Linked DNA regions of Danio rerio: region 1 is linked to region 2. The links are chromatin contacts, called in public Hi-C maps. All regions are on one chromosome and are shown on one strand. Each heading gives the region's core, a stretch centred on a gene start, on an enhancer-like site or on the middle of the called end of the contact. The rest is flanking DNA. Distances are from core to core; before and after follow the strand shown. Region 1 holds the start of lrp3 (low density lipoprotein receptor-related protein 3). Region 2 holds the start of heatr3 (HEAT repeat containing 3).

What was found. Hi-C and Micro-C count contacts between places; a contact is called where the count stands out from the background.
Region 1: a contact with region 2 is called in a Hi-C map of hematopoietic stem cells, with 2.1 times the contacts expected there. The contact joins the promoter of lrp3 here to the promoter of heatr3 in region 2. A contact is called at or near these places in 2 of 18 Hi-C or Micro-C datasets (hematopoietic stem cells and an unstated tissue).

The regions. Positions count from the first base shown.
Region 1 is chr7:38,492,395-38,495,094 of GRCz12tu, forward strand. It overlaps lrp3 (low density lipoprotein receptor-related protein 3), which reads left to right and starts at 1,278. Exons shown (of 9, transcript NM_001130634.2): 1 at 1,278-1,415; 2 at 1,898-2,141. The coding sequence starts at 2,057. trnat-agu (transfer RNA threonine (anticodon AGU)) reads left to right here and starts at 1,021; the gene lies at 1,021-1,094.
Region 2 is chr7:38,132,115-38,134,814 of GRCz12tu, forward strand. It overlaps heatr3 (HEAT repeat containing 3), which reads right to left and starts at 1,333. Exons shown (of 15, transcript NM_200889.1): 1 at 1,124-1,333. The coding sequence starts at 1,258. LOC141375405 (a long non-coding RNA gene) reads right to left here. Exons shown (of 5, transcript XR_012383413.1): 5 at 2,415-2,700.

The DNA.
Region 1 (2,700 bases), core at 28-2,527, 360 kb after region 2:
GTTTTTCAGCTTGTTTATATAGATTACAAAATTTATATGTTGTGTTTTTGTTGTCACAACTGTAAAATAACCTAACAGTAGTTCAGATCTTGTTAAGGTGGAAGTCCTAGGGAGTTGATGCAAATGTTTGGGGAACAAGCATTCATATCAAATCATTAATTAATAAAATAATAAATGAAAAATAAATACACCTCAAAATCATTATTTTATCTAATACAATTAGCCATTTATAAGATTAAACAATGTTTATATAAATAAAAGATAAAATGTTAAAAGTGCAAAATAAATGTTTAAAATAAATATATTCAAATGAACACAAATTTGGTGAATATAAAAGCATATAAATAAGTATTGTACAATAGTATTTAGGGAAAATCTAATTATGTAAAAAATTGATATTAGTTTTATTTTTAAAGGGGAGAGATTGTTACAGGATCTGGGAACTTCACAAAAGCCCGATTATATTTGAGCGTCCGGTGTTATCTAAAAACATTAGCGCCCTCGTTTACAGCGTGCGTATTGTTTTAATTAAAGAGTGAAAATATAAAACCACAATCAGGAGATCAATATAAGAGAGATACAAAAAGGGAAAAATACAAACTACATTAGCTGCAGAAAGAAAAAGAACAACAAAACAAAGGAAGGGGTAAGTGAAGTATTAAAGTGTATGGAAATAAATTAAGAGCATTAAAAAAGCTATCTAACTCAAATCAGAATCAATAGACAACAATTCTTCATATAGAACCAAGAATCTGACACGTTGTTACACATGACTTGTTACGGAAAGATTTGAGCAGTGAGTCAACTTCAATCATAAATTGTCGAAAAGTAGGGACCATGTATTTTTGCTTATGTTTAAAAAATGTTCTAAACAAGATTAAAAAGTTTAAAATAAATGTATTCGATTCATGGGAAGATTCTGAGTATAATAACGAATAATTTCTTTCAAGTGTGTAACTAAACGTGTGTCGGACTGTTGTATGACGTACGTATAGGAAAACCGATGACCAATCACGCAGCGGCGCCGTGGCTTAGTTGGTTAAAGCGCCTGTCTAGTAAACAGGAGATCCTGGGTTCGAATCCCAGCGGTGCCTTTTATGCCCTGAAGATCCAAAGCCACGTTTAGGTACATAAGATTAGATTGATTTAAGCAGTAAAAAATTAATTCAAAAGTACTAATGCAACCGGAAATATGTCGTGAAGAACAGTCTAGTCGTAGGTAGTTTACATTGTTGAAATTAGGCAGTATATTTTGAAACCACGCAGAATTTTTTGTTTGCTTCAAAAGGCTCGGTAGGAGGTATTGTTTAGCATGTAAATAAAGGAATGTGGCCCACACGTCATGGCTTCCTTCCACCGATGCAACCCTCCGTCCACAAGAGTGCAGGCTTTCACTTCCACAGTCCCGACAGCTGGTAAGTCTCCATCAGACAAATGATGAAAACAAACCCAAGCAAAATTCATATATAAATGTCTATTTATGATACTGTCAAATACACACGCATCAAATGAGAGCCCTCAGTCTTGTGTGTTATACTGGCTATTCAGGGGAGCAGTCAGTCATTTACATGAGCAGTATATTGTATATGTAGCTGTGTTGAAAATTGATCCGAGTGTTATTTTGTGTGAGATGCGCTCCAGCAGATGGACAGCACTTCACTGATCTGCAGTGCCCAGATTAGTAAACCACAGATTATTACATAACTGACACATACTGTCAAGTAGTGGACGATATCATTAGGCTACTCGATGGGATGTATTGAAAAGAAACAAAAACGTAATAAGCAAGTAACCAAGAAAGTCAATTCCTGGATGAAGGATGTGTCCTGTTGTTCCCACTGAACCTCCAATCCCGTCTCTCTCTCCTGCCTGAAGGTCTTTCTGCTTTTCCCTCCAGACAGACAGCGCGATGAGCCGCGGGACACACGGAGGCACACACGCCGCTTTTGAAGCTCATGCAAGAAGTTGAATCGAGAGAAAACCTGAAACCGACATGAGACGAGTTGAAAATCGGTTTGGATTATGAGGAAATGACCTGAGCCGCGAACAACAGGAGATGACGGCGATGATGGAGAGAATCGGGACTATTCGGCTTTACCTCATGAAATGGATTTGCCTGCGGTGGGCTTGGGTTTGTGTGGGTAAGTAGACTTCATAGTGTGTGATGTTATTATCACTGACGTTAATTCAATTGAACAACAAAAATGAAGTGCGAGGTGCATTAGAAGTCAAGCTCTCACTTTTTTATTATCTCCATTGTTCCACATAAATATATACGACATATCATTTCATTCTCGGTGAGAGTGTGTAAAGGCAGGTTAAAGATTATCAGATGACAAAGAAAGGTTAAGCGGCGGCGCAGCGGCAGCATCCATACAGGGATATCCGCTCTTGGCTTGTTGCCATGACAGTTATAAACACGACTCAGTGATGATCTGTCAGTATGATCTCCAGCACAGATTGGCAGCTTGTCAGTTTGTTTAGTTAGTTAGTTCAGTTTGTTAAAACTATTCTGCCCCCGTCCAACTTGTAGTCAAAATGTAAACATCCATATGCCTTCAACCAAGTGTCAGCTAGGGTAAATGGGTTGGTTATGTTATGAGATCAAATTAGGTAGAGTTCACACAATAGCGTTTTTTTTATCCAAAATGCTTGAATGAAACATCATGAGCCAGAGATATTAATCTTGTTTCACCTGTA
Region 2 (2,700 bases), core at 83-2,582:
AATAGAAAAAAACAACAACTCTGATTTATTGTACAGAGAGTTTTAGAGAAACTCAAAGTTTCAAACTAATTAAATTGCAAAAGGATTACAAAGAGTTCAATATACAATAAAGTTTGTGGTGGTAAATAAAAAAATTACTAACAATATTTAATGTAATGTAATGTATTTTTTTGTCAGCAACTAAGGCTATTTTCATGGGAAGAACATTTCAATAATAAATAAACAGTTAAGAACAACAAACAAATGAATGAATGAATACACAAGTTAAATAAGATTTTAAGTGTGAATACATAAGAATTCAAAATCTTTTCTGGTGTCACTTTGCTAAAATGTCCTTAAGAGAGTTAATTTCATAAAAAAGGCTTCTGATATCATTAAAAGCAGGACAGTCCAGTAAAATGTGTTTTACAGTAAGGGGAGTTGTGCAGAACAAACATTGAGTGGGGTCTTCATCTTTAGGTAAAAAGGCGTGAGTTTATCTTGTATGTCCAATGCGACATATGGTAAAAATCAACAATTAATAAATGACCTAAAATCAGTATTGACTTTGTTATGTAAATGTTAGTTTACAAATATACAGCTGAGCTTAATTCGTTATTAAATTTATTAAATAAAACAGTTGCAAGTTTTGATTTAAATGACTTGCTATATTAACATCATCTAATATGTGTTTTACAAGTTGTTTTCGCAAACTGTAGAGTTTAATTACCTAATGTTATCTAATGCTGACTTGCTGTAAAGTTTTAACAAATACCAGGTCTACCAAGAATCAGAGCATTATCAGTCAACATCTCTGCAAGTTTTTGGGCAGATTAACATGTCAAGATTTTGTTTCATATTAAAGTATCCAATGAAGCACATCAAAACAACAATTATCTGAATATTCTCAAAATGCACTGTAAAATATTGAACGATTAATAGTTTTTTCAAGGCATTTATGAGTGTTCATTATAACAATATCATGTTGTCTTTTCGACTATTATTAGACACGCTCAACACACAAGCCATATTTAGACACAAGTTACACTAATGTTGTTTAATCCACGTAATTCTGACATTCTGTTTTATAAAATAAAGCATTAAATATAAAAGAAATACTGTTGTGACAGTGGTGTCAGCTTACTTTTTCCAGTAGCTCAGCTGCCGGAGAGTCTTCTTCATCTTCTGCTTCTTCAACAGTGTTTTTAACAGCAGTTGCTGCAAGACCGTCGGGAGAAAACTGCGACCGTTTGAATTTAGGATTCTTTGTTTTTCCCATTGTTAACTGTTTTGACTACACTTGACGTGTAATATCAATTATCTTGTATTTTAAACTCGCGTAGACTCACAACACGAGCGACCATGTGGACGTACGTCGCTGCCGTAAAGTGAAATAAACTGTCGCGCGAAAACTGTCGTTGACAGTCGACAGCGCCACCCCGTGGAGCAAGCACGCTTCAGGTTTCATAGAGAAATCATAGAAATCATTGCACTCGACAAGAAGAGATCCTGGATGTCAAACGGTCAGTATCAACCCATGTGTTTCTCTGTCTGAAATACCCACCGAAGAAACCATGAATCTAAATCAAACCGATTTGATCTGTATACAGATAAACTACTCCAGGAGAGCCCATGTCTAATCTCAAACTGTAATTTAGCCAAGAGTGAATTTGTCCACATGGAGCTTCAGATCTGTCTGAACGGTCCCTCTCAGAAAACTTGAATAATGAACAAACCTGAAACTTAAGCATCCAAACCCTAACTGTAGAGAAATGAGTTAATATTACTCTCTACCTAAATGTAGGGGAGAATAGGCCATAAAGTGCTTCCTCAGTTTGTGAGTCATAAATCCATTTATGGTTCAGAGTATTTTACCCCAATTATTTTCAGACCAGCATATGAATATAGCAAGGGACCAGCAAAATAGAATCAAAACCTTTCCAGCATAATAGTTAATAGTATATGTATAGAAGTTTTGGGATTTTAAAAGATCTTAAAATAAGCTTCTCCTGCTTACCAAGGCTGAATTTATTTCATCAAAAATACAGTACACATTTTAAAAATTGTGAAATGTCCTTGTACTATAAGATAACAGTTCAAAAGTAATTTATCATTTAATTTAATAATTTATTCCAGTGATTTCAATGATGAATTTTCAGCTTCATTACTCCAGTTTTCAGTGACATGATCCTTCAGAAATCACTATTTTATTCATTCATTCATTTTCTTGTCGGCTTAGTCCCTTTATTGATCAGGGGTTGCCACAGCGAAATGAACCGCCAACTTATCCAGCACATGTTTTTACACAGCGGATTCCCTTCCAGCTGCAACCCATCTCTGGAAAACACATTTTTATTATTTATTATTATTATTAATATTAATGGTAACAGTAATAATGACTGGAGTAATAAATTCATTTGAAACTACATAAAATAACAAAGCAGTTATTTAAATTTTAATCATTAAATAGAAATTTACATTTACAATTTTTTACAATCGTTTTGCCACAAATTTCAAAATGCTTGGATAAATTAAACACAAGTCAAAGATACTTTGTTCATTGAACCAGGATCACCTGTTTAATATAACACAATTAAACATCAAATTGATCCCATTTCAAAGTCCAAATCAAACATTACATTTAAAATAAATGCATATTAATTTACTTAACATGATGTTATTATCAACTGAGACAGGCACTCAAAATGATAAATAACTGTT